2 separate regions of the Mus musculus genome follow, and region 2 is linked to region 1. A link is a contact called in public Hi-C data. All regions are on one chromosome and are shown on one strand. Each heading gives the region's core, a stretch centred on a gene start, on an enhancer-like site or on the middle of the called end of the contact. The rest is flanking DNA. Distances are from core to core; before and after follow the strand shown. Region 1 overlaps Ank3 (ankyrin 3, epithelial). Region 2 overlaps Ank3 (ankyrin 3, epithelial).

Region 1 (7,119 bases), core at 2,102-4,601:
CTGGGATTGCAAACGTGAGGCACCATGCCTACATAGAGGACCAGCTTTGTCTAGAATTTGCTTTTATCCCCAGACTGGATGATATCCCTGAGGCGCACCGGGGCCTCCATAGTACCTGGTGCCATTGCTAAAGGACTACAAATAAAAGTTCTCCAAAACCAAACCAAACCACAACAAACAAAAACCAGTCTGTTTTCTCCCATTTGCATAACAGAATCATTCTACCATTTTCAAGTCTCATTGGTCTCTGTGTGTATGGGAATCTCACAATAGGAAAAGCCACACGTTCATTAGGGCAATCAGGGTGCCTCCTACAACCTAGAGATCCTGGGGGGGGGGGGGGCTTCTGAAAAGGCTGCAAAGCCCACTCCTGTTGTCCCAGGGATCTTCAAAGACACGTTCCTTTTGCCCAATAGCTGACGTGATTTTTCTCCCAGCCTAAAACTTGTATGCCTCTTACTCTTGGTTCTTGCTTGTTTATAGCAGCAAATGATGAGGTCTGGTGGCCTGGGGCATTAAGACTCTCAGCTTGCCTGCATTTCTCCAGCTTCTGCACTGCAGAGAGCTCCATCTTCCTTCCTGGTGTGTTTACTGCCAGCCACCTGAGATGCCATGGAGGCTTGTCCCGGTCTCTCACTCTGTCTTATACAGAAACCATTTGGGGGTTTGGACTCAATTCCCCCCCACCTTTTCTCACATTTAACATCCAGTTAGCCATTATCATGAGGTTCTTCACAGCTCAAAATGGTTTGTGGGTTAACATTTCCATGTTCCTTACACCCCCCTACATTTTAAATAAGGCCCTTTATAGCTTTAGCTCAAGAACTAGGGTACCAGATGTTGGCGCTGCAAGAACTGTCTTTGGAGGATTTAATTGGGATGTGGTACTGCAGATTCTATTGGCGGAGTGAATTTCAGCCTAAGCCGTGCACCTTATCCTTGAAATACATGCAAACAGCTGGCAAGAGTGACTCCCTAGACCATTGGTTCTCAACCTTCCTAATGCCACAACCCTTTAGTATACTTCCTCGTGTTGTGGTGATCCCCCAACTGTAACATTGTATTTGTCGCTACTTCATAACAGTAATTCTGCTACTGTTATGAATCATAATATAAATACTTTTGGAGATAGACGTTTGACAGAAGGGTCATAACCCACAGGTTGAGAACCCCAGCCCTAGACAGTCACATGCATTTTGTGGGAGTACCAAGCCACACTATTTTATGCAAGAGCAGTTGTTGAGCCTATCCTTAGGGCAAGACTAGATACCTTCCTATCAAATTTGAGTTCGAGATCCCTGAAGCATCTGTCCCCGACCCCTCCTCCCCTGTGCAACAATTCCAGTTCCTTGGGCAAGCAACTCTTTTTTTTTTTTAATCTTTTTTTTTTAAAGATTTATTTATTTATTATATGTAAGTACATTGTAGCTGTCTTCAGACACTCCAGAAGAGGGAGTCAGATCTCGTTACGGATGGTTGTGAGCCACCATGTGGTTGCTGGGATTTGAACTCTGGACCTTCGGAAGAGCAGTCGGGTGCTCTTACCCACTGAGCCATCTCACCAGCCTGGCAAGCAACTCTTTAGCTAAATGAGGACATCCCGAATGTCATCTCTTGTCTGTCTTTAAAGAACTCAGTTGGCTCATGCCATCCCAGTCAGTGCCCTGCCCACCACTGCCAGGTGGGTTTCCGGTTTCAATTGTTTCTTAAAACACGGCACTCAATCGCCATTGGTTATCAGGCCAATGCCAGATTCCCGGGGAATCTGACTCCTTTTGGGGACATCTACTGATACTAACACAAATTGGGATTGTGTTGGCGTCTAGCCACGTGCATACAATATTAGTGAATTCTGACAGCATGTGTGCTTTAGGGTGGCTTTGGTTCCGTGAAACAGAGGTTTTATAGGCCAGAAAGTGTTCAGGGGAGGGAAAGAAAACTGTACAAAGTCTGTCACAGGAGAGGGATTCAGCTGACGGTGGTGCATGCTGGGTATTCTGCCCCCCAGTGCGGCTGCAACTGTCTGGATGGAGCTGAGACCGGTAGCAAGGTAGCAAGATAATTCTTTATTCACCACAGTGGTTGCACAGTCTGATTGGACTTGATGCAACATCAAAAATAGGAGTTATCAAAGACATAGATCCATGTGCACCCAGGGCTGCTATCAAGTGACAAGGTCGTCTACCGACTAAGAGACCTATCTGGAAATCATCTGTCTGGCATGGAATTTCTTTTTTTTTTTTTTTAAAGATTTATTTATTATTATATGTAAGTACACTGTAGCTGTCTTCAGACACACCAGAAGAGGGAGTCAGATCTTGTTACGGATGGTTGTGAGCCACCATGTGGTTGCTGGGATTTGAACTCTGGACCTTCGGAAGAGCAGTCGGGTGCTCTTACCCACTGAGCCATCTCACCAGCCCATGGAATTTCTTTTATCTTCAATTGTCTTTAAAAGTCTTAGAACCTGGGGCTCAGTGGTTAAGAGCACTGACTGCTCTTCCAGAGGACCTGAGTTCCATTCCCAGCAACCACGTGGTGGCTCACAACCATCTGTAATGGGATCTGATGCCCTCTTCTGGTGCATCTGAGGACAGTGACAGTGTACTCATATAAATACAATAAATAAATAAATAAATAAATAAATAAATAAATAAATAAACCTTTTTTTTTTAATCTTAGCAGCTGTTCACATTTTCTTGCTGTGCCTGTGACAAACCCCGTGATCAGAAGAGGAAACTTAGGCTGACGCTTCCAGCTCAGAGTCCGTCTCGAAGTGAGGGCAGAAACTGTGAGGAACCCTGCTTGCTAGCTTACTTGCTCAAGCATTCATTATTAACTCTCTCATTCAGCCCCATAGCACCTGCCTAGGGACGACATTTCCCCCCAAAGCTTGCCTATATCAGTTAGCAACCAAGACACACATGGGTGTGAGCAATGAACCCTGCGCCTCTGCTGGTCCATATGATGGGAGCAGACAAGGGGTCCCTCCTCCCGCCGAGAAAGGAATAGGTGCCGCTGGTGACCTACGAATCTCTCAGATGCTTTGGTTTCTTTGGGGGGAGCTTTACACTCAATGCTGTTTTAAAGTAAACATGCCCCGAAAAGAACAGAGGTTCACCTGGAACGCATGTTTGCACGAATCAAAGCTGGAACACTAGTGACTTCTGGAGGTGGAGAACGCTCTGCCAGAGTCGTTGCAGGCGGATGAATTCTGAATCCTTTCCACTGGAGCTTTTTTGTAAAGGTTGGAGCTGTACTAGGGGCATCTAAGGCTTTGTCTCAGGCTGGACACAGTCCCAGGTTGCATTATGAGTCTGGCTGTTTTGCTCAACTGTTCCACAAGGGGGCAGTGCAGGAAAGCCAGCAACTGATCTGAGGAGGCTTTCCAAAGAATGTGGCACTCCTTCTCCTCTGGAAGAGATTGTTTCCTGATCTAGAGATTGAGGGTAAACTGAATCCGAGCTCTTAAGAAACAAACACAGAGCGGGCAGTGGTGGCGCACGTCTTTGATCCCAGCACTTGGGAGGCAAAGGCAGGTGGATTTCTGAGTTCCAGGCCAGCCTGGTCTACAGAGTGAGTTCCAGGACAGCCAGGGCTACACAGAGAAACCCTGTCTCAAAAACCCAAAAAACAAAAACAAAAACAAAACAAAACAAAAAAGAAATAAACACAGACAGAGACAAATACAGATACTAGCACCCAACCAATGGACAGAAGCGGGGACCCCTGTGGTTGAATTGGGGGAAAAGCTGGAAGAAGCTGAGGAGGGTGACCCTATAGGAAGACCAACAGTCTCAACTAATCTGGACTCCCGAGATCTCTCAGACACTGAGCCACCAACCAGACACCATAAACTAGCAGGTCCGAGGCCACATATACAGCAGAGGACTGACTGGTTAGGCCTCAGTGAGAGAAAATGCACCTAACCCTCGAGAAATTTGCGGCCTCAGGGAGTGGGGAGGCCTGGCAGGGTGTGGGATGGGTGTGGGTGTGTGGGGAGATACTCTTGGAACAGGGGTTGGGGGGTTGGGGGAGAGGTTTTGAGGCAAGTGTGGGGGGACTGTCAGAGGGCAGACCTGGAAGGGGATAATGACTGGACTGCAAAAAAAAAAAAAAAAAAAAAAAAAGATTAAGGACTTTTTTAAAATGTAAAGCATTAAAAAGAAACAAGAACTAAACACAATATGGAATTTGATAGCATTATACATTTTTCCTTTGTTTGTATTCACGATACTCCCTGACTAGGGAGTTCATGTGCACTGCTCAAAGGTTGACTACATACTGTGTCCAACAGTACTGTCATTAGACAGTTGCTCTCATACTGTATATACAAGGTACATACTGTATATACATATATCACATATAGGCTATTATACAGGCTTTCATATGTACATGAAAATCTGATTCATGTTTCAATTATCCAATTTTTGTGGTGCTGAAATCAGGACAAATATTCATAAATAAAAGTAAATCCATTTTGTCTTGTCATGAAGTGTAAGGGTGGGCTAGAGAGGTGACTCAGAGGTTAGGAACACTTATGGCTTTTCCTGAGGACCTGGGTTTAATTCCTAGCACTTACATGGCAGCTTACAATCACCTGAGTCCATTTTCATGGGATCTAGCACCCACCTCTGACCTCTGAGGGCGATAGACATTCAAATGCTACACACACACACACACACACACACACACACACACACATGTGCGCGCAAGCAAACATGCATTCACATAAAGTGAAATTTAATTAATAAAAGAAAATTGAGGTCATCACAGTATTTTCAAGATATACTTCATACCATGTTTTAATGCAGAAGTGATAAATTTAAATAATGCTGCTGATAGCATGCTTGCACACAGACCTCTTCTTATTCTGCAAAGAAACTTCACATCTACTATCTTACTTGAACCCACAGCCCTCATGTGATGGACATAGGGCATGCAGTTGTAGCTGGTTTTGATTTATAGAGAAAGCACCTGAGCTATGACAGGCTGAGTGATTTCTAACCGAACAGGCTGGTGAGCTGACTCGGCCACTAAGGGTGTTGGCTGCTCTTCGAAAGGACCAGACTTGGGTTCCTAGCGCCCATGTTAGATAACTAACTGCTACCTGTAACTCCAGCTCCAGGGACCCAATTTCCTTCTTCTGACTTCCGTTGGCAGACAAACACACTCACTGACACATGTTAAAATAAGTCTGAGGAGGAGGAAGAAGAGGAAGAGGGTTAAAAGGAAATTAAGCCAACATGGAAGCCAGGAACTGTCTCCCCAAGTCAGTGCTCCACTATTCCGAAGCCTTGACTGGTCATCTTCTTTTCACCCCTAAATTTACCCTACTTATGGGGTCAGGTATGTGGGTCGGTGGACACAGTGCTTTCCTGGCATGCATGAGGATCAAGTCCCTAGCCCCAAATTTTATTTACCTCAAAGGAAAATGTCTTACTTGATAGCAATAAGGGGTAAAAAAAAAAATTTACCCCACACAGAATAAGTGGTACTTCTGTGCAGATTAAAAAAAAAATTCTATAAATCATATGAAGTTTCTCTTTAAAAAAAACAAAAACAAAAAACCAAGCCATTTTGTTACAAAAAGTCGATCTGATATGGTCAAATAACTTAGATAACTTTTTGTTTATTTGTTTGTTTGTTTGTTTTTGTTTTTTGAGACAGGGTTTCTCTGTGTAGCCCTGGCTGTCCTGGAACTCACTTTGTAGACCAGGCTGGCCTCAAACTTGGAAAATCGCCTGCCTCTGCCTCCCAAGTGCTGGGATTAAAGGCGTGCGCCACCACACCTGGCTTGGATAACTAACTTAAAAAGCAAAGTGGTTCATGATGGTTTATAGCTTCAGAGATTTCAGTCCCGGCTCAGGTGGCCCTGTTGCTAGGAAGCCTGGGAAAAGGAAGATCCGGGTGTCAGGAAGTAAGAGTGTAAAAAGGGTCTGGGTTAGTGTCCTGGCTTGCTGCCTGATGACTAGAAAGCAAAATTAAAAAGAGGGAGAGACCTGGACCCCGCAGTTCCTTTCAGGGGCAGGCTTCCAATACAGTAGTGACACCCTTCCCACAACTTCCCCCCAGTCTCTTAATGGTGACATAGGATGGGACCAGCCTTGGACATGAGTCCTTAGGCGGGTATTGTGAACCTAATTTGCAAGACATCAGCAAGGATGCTAGGCAGATGCATTGGTCAGAAAATTGTAATGATGTCAAGGCAGGAAACAGAGGCAGCTAGCACAGGGAGACCAGGGAGAAGGCTCTCACTCAGTCCTAGCTGTCTCCTATCTCTTGGTTTTAGCTTTTCTCCCTCATTCAAGAACTCCTGCTAACAAAATGGAGCTGGTGACAATGGACCAAGACTTCTCACATCAATTAGTAACGGAGATAGTCTCCCACAGACATGCCCCCAGGCCAACCTGATCTAGATAATTCCTCAATAGAGACTCTCTTTTCTTATGATTATAGGCTGTGGCAAGTTGACATAACAATTCAGCATTCTGTATGGAGTCTTAGATCACTTCAGTAGCCATGGTGGTTTGGGGTCTTGTGGGGTTGTAAGACATTGCTCTCTGGGTGATCATTTTTCTTACTGTGAGACTTGAGGAAATGGTGTCCAAGTGAGAGGGAGCCGCGAAGGCACTCTCAACAGCACAGGGAATAGCTTATGTTGGCGTGTCTTAGCTAAACAGCCTTTTACAGCTTACTTAGCACAAAAGCAAAATGCTACACACTAGAAGTTTAAGAGCTAGCTGTATGCCCTGCTGACAATAATCTTAGAGTCTAGCAATGGCTTTTTTTTTTTTAAATGTACACTGGGGTTTTGTCTGCATGTTTGTCTGTGTAAAGGTGTCAGAGACCCTAGAACTGGAGATACAGATAGTTGTAAGCTGCCATGTAGGTGCTGGGAATTGAACTCATGCTCAATACGTTTAACCACTGAGCCATCTCTCCAGCCTGTTTGTTGGACTGTTCTGTGCTTGGCTGTGTTCTGGATGACCCCATGGCTTGCCCCTTGCTTTTTGGTGTGCTTCTCTAATCCAGTGATGGCCCAAACAGTGTTTCATTTTGATTGGTGGATTGTGTACATGTGTGTTATATGAAGATGCACATGTCTGTGTGTATGTG
Region 2 (7,119 bases), core at 2,980-5,479, 150 kb after region 1:
TCTATACAATATATGTATGTATTGATTCAGTCACAAAACCTTTACAGGCATCTGTATGTCCCGGTTGCCGTTAGTTAAAGGGAAATAGAAAGATGGACATCACACACAGGTTCTCTTCCTTGCTCGTGGAAACTCAAGAGGGCCCATGATTGACACCTCCTTAAGGTTATAGTTTTGAAGTAAGGAGTTTTATTTATTGACAGCTACTTTTTCCAAGAAGGAATGGCCCTCTGGACAGATAGCGGCTCTGGGAACATGTTTAGTCATCCCAAAGGGGTGTCAGTGGCACCAAAGGTGGCATGCATTGGACAGTGAGCAGAGTGGGCCCCACAGAAGGGCCACTCAAATCAAAATGTTACTAGTGGTGAGGCTTCTAAGAAGATGGTATCTAAGGGATATTCCCCCAGAGTGAGGCATACTGTGACATAGGGGAGAGTGATGGGGTTTCTGGGGGCAGTGGCCTCTCTTTGGGAGGTCCCTAACAAATCAATGCTCACTTATTTACGCCATAGAACGAATGACCCTTTGGCAGGCTGGAACTTACCTTCATCTTGGCTACAGTGCAAGACTTGAATGGGTACTGCTGACAGACCACCATCTTGGTGGCTTTCCAGGCTCACAGTTCCTAATCTGCCCCTGCTTGTTCCAGAGGGGCTTCTGGTTCTGTGTGGGAAAGGATGGGTATTTTAAAACCTAGGCTTTTGTGTCATGAGTGCCCAGCACCAGGTGGAATGGATATGTTTGTTGGGAGCCCCAAGCACCTTGACCAGGCTTCACAGATGGAGAAATATTTGACAAGGGCCTTTGAAGGAGATGGTCCCTATGAGGTTAGAAGACATAGTCTTCTTAGAAGCCTTTTCCTGCATGGTTGTGTTTCAAACTGATGGGGAGATATTTCTGAATGAAGTTTTATGAAAACCTGCTCTGGCTTGCAACGCACCCGACTGGCTCCCTCCTGCATTTCTCAGGCCCATCTTTGCTGAGGTTTCTTTACAGTACTCTGTTGTCCTTTTTCGATGGCTGGTGGCTTCCCCAGCCTTTGTTGGCATTATAAATGGGTAGTGTTCAGAGAGACAAATTTTCAGAGAGAGAGACCTGTCTGGCTCGCTTTCTGCTGTGTTTAGATATTGAATGCCTCTCCTGAGAGAGTTCTCCAGGCTGTGGCCGAAACTTAGCTTGGAAATATGTAGGAAATCCGTGTCGTGGCTGCAGGATTTTTCATATGGAAAAAAACACACCCTCAGCATGGGATGGAGTCCCATAGGCACCGTGGTGGGAAGTTAGCCACTGGAAACTTAGCAGCCCACTGAGGCAGTGTGAGAATAGGAAACATGTCCCTTGCTTTGGGAAGACTGGCTGCAATGAATCCATGAATATGGAATTGGTGGCGAGCTTCTGGTAGAGAGCAGCTGGGTCTTCATAATGTGATGATGAAGCGGGTTTCCCTGGAGATTGTATATTGACTTAAGGTGGTCACATTTCATGAGAAATTATCCATCTCAATGCAGAATAAGTTGGGATGTCTCAAAAGGGATAAATTGGTGTGCTTGGAACTTTTTTTTATGAGTGTGTGTGAGTGTTTGCCTGTGTGTCAGTATTTGTGTATGCTTCATGTGTTTCTGGTGCTCACAGAGACCAAAAGAAGGCATTGGATCCCCTAAAACTGTTACAGATGGTTGTGAGCCACTTTGCAGGTTCTGAGAATCAAACCTGAGTCCTCTGTAAGAACAGCCAATGCTCTAAATTTCTGGGCCAAAGAGTTTGCCCTATTACTCTGACTTATTAGAAAATGTTACAGTGTTTCCATATAAGACAGTCCAATGTTTTCCTCCTGTTTTGCACCACTGGCTGGGTATGGCTGGGTACCTGTACATGGGGCACATTAGCCAGCTTTCTCACCACAATACTTTTTCTTCTTTCTTCTTATAGTCTGATGCCAACGCAAGTTACTTAAGAGCAGCTCGGGCAGGGCACCTGGAAAAGGCCCTTGACTACATCAAAAATGGAGTGGACGTCAACATCTGTAACCAGGTCCGTTGTGGTTATTGTTACAGTTTGCTATTTTTGTTAAAACGAGTAGATTCCTTAAAGCTTCCCTTAGCTATTTGGCAAGATCTCTCTCCACTTGTCAGGAGGTTGGTTTCGTTGTTAAATTTTGTCAGCCCAATGTTATCCGATTAGTCTCCATCAAAGGGATGCCATTTGGTGACCAATGGCTGATAGTAATGGACCACCCTCCCTAGTTCTCACATTTTATTTCTGTTCCACATTCCTGTGCTACATTCACATGGGGGACTCCGGTAGGGGGCTAACTGAGGAGCAGGTGGCAGGCTGTGGACTATTGAGAACTCTGTTTTCAGTTCACTCTCCTTTCTCTTCCCATCAGAATGGATTGAATGCACTCCATCTTGCTTCCAAAGAAGGCCATGTGGAAGTGGTCTCTGAGCTGCTGCAGAGGGAAGCCAATGTTGATGCCGCCACAAAGGTCAGTGCCATGGGCTTGGTGCCTTTGGTGACACTTGTCCAGGTCTGTAAAGGGTCACCGTCCATATGAAGAAGAATACCATTCTCCTGAGCTGCTAGCCCCCTTCAGCTTCATCATCTATAGCTTCATCATCTGTGCCTCACAGAGGCATTGAACAACAGGCTAGGAGCTCATGTGTCTCTTCCCTCTCATTCCACAGAAAGGAAACACGGCCTTACACATCGCATCTTTGGCTGGGCAAGCGGAAGTGGTCAAGGTCTTGGTTACGAACGGAGCGAATGTCAACGCACAATCTCAGGTGAATTTAAAACCATATTGCAAAGGACTTTGACTGTTATTTACCAATATGACTTCTGGACCAAGCGTTTGTTTGAGTTACAGGTCAGCTAAGGGCACGTCGCTTGCAGGCCTGTTTTATCAAGTAGTCATGAGAGTTCCTAGAGTTTAAATGTATCTCCATTTACAATTTGTGTTTCGAGAGGTAGAATTTTCAACCATGGCCAACCTGTGAAAGGCCATGACTGACAGCTGTGAAACAAATAAAATGCAAAGCAAAAGAAACAAATAAAATGCAAAGCAAAAGAAAACAAAAACCCAGAAATTTAAAAATTCCCCAGACTTTAAAATGTTTGACTATTTGTGCTGAATAAGTTCTCCGATCATCTCTCTAGACAGTCATATGAGGTCCTAGAAACAGCGCCATAGACTACCTACTATCTTAATCTTTGTCTTTGAATCTAAAAGAAAAAAATAGCTTTTGTACTTTACTGGTTTCAAATAGCAGGTACTCACCATCCACTCATTGACATTGGCGTGGCGTCATCAAAGGCTGTGCAGCTAAGCAGACATCTGGTAAGGCAGCAGAGTCCACAGAGGACTGTTGTAGACATTTTAAATTCCAATCCAGGATTTCTACTCCACATTTGACCATTTAATTCCTGGATGAAAGACACACAGAGCCTTTATATTTACAATAAAATTATTGTATTTAGTTATCATGTGGATGTGTGTGTTTGCTCTCTGGTGGAGGCCAGAGGACAACCTTGGGAAGTAAGATCTCTCCTGCCACCATGTGTGTCCTGAGGCTTGAACTCTGGTCATCAGGCTTGGAGATAATTGTCTCACTCAGCCTCACAATGACTCAAAGCACACTTTATTTTTTATTTAGATTCCCAATGGCCTTTTGGTCTCCCTGTTAAGTGTCCTGGGCTCATTACCTTTGGGTATCTTTGGCTGATGAACCTCCTCTACCTGAGGCATCTGCAGACTCACGATGACTAAGAGCATCAGTGTAAGAGCTTTGGTCCTTATGTCCATCAATGTCAGGGAAGTCAACGTACTCAGCCCGCAACTGCAGGGTCCCTCCATCATTCGCTCCTCTTGTTCCTTTGTCTGTGAGAAGTTTGCTTTGAACAATCCTGCTTTTCCAGAAAAGAAACAATATAAAATTCGAGTTTAGCAAATATACTTTCAGATATTATTAACAAGCCAATTACAAAAGAAAATGAGAAATATGTGCTTTAAATATATATTTTTTTAGTTACGTTTATTTTTGTGAGGGTAGAAGCCATGTGTGAGCTAGGGCATACACGTGGGAATTAGATGACAACTGGTCAAGTCAGTTCTTCCCTCCCATTCATGGGTCCCAGGGATCCAACTCAGGTTGTCAGGATTAACAGCAAACGCTTTCACCGGCTGAGCCATCTCAATGGCTTACATCATACTTTGCCCCAAAAAAAACATTGCTGCAGTTTTGCCTACTGAAACACAGTGAGCAGTAAGCAGCGAGTGATGAGATAGTAGGACAAGTCTTGAATCCATTTCCAATCAGAATTTCTCCTTCAAATCCTGCACGCATTCCTGATTATGTCCAAGGGCAGCCGCAGCTATAAACCTACCATCAGTAAGTGGGAAAGCTGTGGTCGAGATGAATGAAGCCCAAATCCGTTTTAATTTCAATTTATACACGTTCCACACTGATGATGCCGTAGGAGAAAGAATGGAGCCTGTGAAGTCCTTCTCCTTGCAGCTGTGCCCGGGGATCCCCGTCACACACACACACACACACACACACACACACACACACACACACACACACACTCACACACTCCTCCATCTGGAAACCTGATCTTGTGTGCCTCCTGAGCCATGCTGTGGCTAGAAGGAACAGGGAGGTGACCTTGCTTCAGAGCAACTCTTAAGCAGGAACTTTACATAGACCAAAAGTCAGCAATGACCTAAAAGAAGACGCTGCTCAATGGGCAAAGTGTTTGCTAAGCATGCAATAGAGCCCCGTGTTCAATCCCAGCATCACATTAACTGTGCATGGCGGTTCATGGTTCTGATCCCAGCATTTGGGAAGTAGAGGCAGAAGGATCAGAAGTTCAGGGTCCTCTGCGTTGATATACCAAGTGCAAAGCCAGCCTGGGCTACATAAAATCTGCCTTAAAAATAAATAAAATATTTCTTTAAGTGGAAATTTTATTCATGCGCTAACAAACAAAACATGGAAATGTTCACACTCAAGAAAGACAGACTGGTGTGCAGGAGCATGCCTGAAATCTCAGCACATGGGAGGCTGAGGTAGAAGGATCCTGAGTTCTAGATTGGGGAAAGAAAGAGAGATAGGGAGGGAGAGAGGGAGGGAAGGTGATAGGTTTCTAAGTGAAAAGTCACCTACAAACTCTTTCTTCTTCAAATATCATAAAGTACCTCCTTGCTGAGGCTGAAGACTTCAGTTCAACCCCAGGACCCTCATGGTGGAGAGAGAGAACTTGACTCTTACAAATTGTCCCTCAACCTTCCCATGCAAACATGCACGTGTAAGCACATATATGCGTGCACACACATACACACACTAATAATAATAATACAAATATAAATATTTCTGTATAATCTTTAAAAAGAAATAGTTGAGAATCCCTTCCCCTCCTTGAATCTTTATTTATTTGTTTAGTTAGTTAGTTAGTTAGTTAGTTACATCCCAAACACTGTCCTCCCTCTCCTCTCCTTGAACCTTAGTAACAATGGCACAGGCTAGCATTGGAACCCTGTTCTTGTGCATTTGAACATTATAATTACAAGTCTGGGTTTTTTTTTTTTTTTAACTTTATTTTGGTTGTGAGCTGAGCTTTTCCTGACTGAGCCATCTCTCCAGCCCTGCATTTTATTTTGTTGTTGTTGTTTGGGAGTTTTGTTTGTTTACTTTAAATGAGTTTTGGTCATTGCCTTCATCTCATGTCTTAACAATTGTCAAATTCTTCCTTAAAAAGGCTTTACATTCCCATAACCTCTTTGCTATACCTTAGGGGAAAAAAATTGGACCAGGGAGATGGCTCAGCAGGGAAAGAGTCAGAATTCTCAGCACCCACATAAAAGCCACACAAGAATGAGAACCTACCTGGAGTCCCAGCACACAGGAGGGGTGGCATCGAATCACCAGAGCAAGCTGGTTAACTAGACTGGCCTACACACACACACACACACAAACACACGCACACACACACACGTACACACGCACACATGCACACATGCGATACACCATTGGCTAACTGAATTGTAATTGTAAAGAACTCATTTCTTTTTAACCTTAGTGTTTTGCCCTGAATATAATAGTAATACATGGTGTTTACCATTTAAGACAAACTGCTCAGGTAAAAACCACTGACTTCCCATTTCTCTCTCATCCTTGACTGCATCCAAAGGCATAGCTGACTGGTTATACAGGCAGCGTCTGTTTCTGGCAGTATTTTGGCTATGGAGATATTTTGAATGAACAAGTTTCCTTACTTGTTTTTACAAAGGACAAAATACCTCAAGTCAAATGTGATCTTTTGGGTACCCTTGAGGGTTTACCCCACATCCCGATGACCCCTGTATTAGAAGAACCAGATTCTCATAGTCAGACTCGGACTTTTGATCTTTAATCAGACTTTCACAGAACTTAGTGTCACACAGGCTCCAGTGAAATACTTTACTGTGTAGGAGTTGGCCATGATGAAGAAATCCTAGGAAGGGCCATCCTTCAGGCATGAGATGGTTTTGTGGAGTTAGTTTGTTTGTTGTTTTTTGTGTGTGATGGAACATGCCCCCACACTCCTCCGAAAAGTTCTTAGTCTGCAGATTTGCCTGCATGTGCAATAACCCCACTGTAAACAATGAGAGTGGAAGGTATCAGAGATAATAGATAAAATCAGATTTTAAATAGCACACTGTGTCTTAAGCTGCCCTTCCCTGGGGGACTTCAATCTACTGTTGACACAGAGAGGAAAATGTAAATTGAGCTCCAACGTGTTCCTGTCTTAACTGGCTCTAGTTTGATGGTTTCCTAATTTTTAAGCAAATCTGAAAATGGAGAAGAAACATCTTTCTCAAATCTGGCCATCCCCTGGGTCCAACTGCCTCATCAACAACCACTGATAGTTTACATGCTGCCCATGGGGGTACCATGAGTCATGGGCGGTGTCTTAGGCCTCTGGGCTAGTTTAATGGCAAGATTTTTTTAGTCAGTCTCTTCAAAAGATACTTGTAGATTCTTTATTGATAGATAATATGTATATTAGATCATTCAATTACTTGGATTAAAAGAGCAAAAGAAGTTTCCGAAGAGTTTATTGGCTTTGAATTTGGGGATC

What was found. A called contact is a pair of places that touch in the nucleus more often than the background predicts.
Region 2: a contact with region 1 is called in a Hi-C map of muscle stem cells, with 2.7 times the contacts expected there. The contact joins two enhancer-like sites. A contact is called at or near these places in 5 of 484 Hi-C or Micro-C datasets (cerebral cortex, embryonic fibroblasts, embryonic stem cells and 1 more) and 2 of 115 datasets of contacts at active chromatin or transcription factors (embryonic basal ganglia and embryonic stem cells).

The regions. Positions count from the first base shown.
Region 1 is chr10:69,659,195-69,666,313 of GRCm38.p6, forward strand. The region is part of intron 1 of Ank3 (ankyrin 3, epithelial); the gene reads left to right. Among named protein-coding and RNA genes, the nearest start is that of Gm33464, 100 kb to the left of the region's middle. Within about 2 kb of position 3,352, at least 29 of the 459 cell types and tissues checked have an H3K27ac peak or open chromatin away from gene starts, as enhancers often do. A contact at or near this core is called in muscle stem cells, where this site is marked.
Region 2 is chr10:69,806,487-69,813,605 of GRCm38.p6, forward strand. Ank3 (ankyrin 3, epithelial) reads left to right here. Exons shown (of 43, transcript NM_146005.3): 2 at 1,930-2,031; 3 at 2,387-2,485; 4 at 2,685-2,783. Among named protein-coding and RNA genes, the nearest start is that of Gm33416, 56 kb to the right of the region's middle. Within about 2 kb of position 4,230, at least 4 of the 459 cell types and tissues checked have an H3K27ac peak or open chromatin away from gene starts, as enhancers often do. A contact at or near this core is called in muscle stem cells, where this site is marked.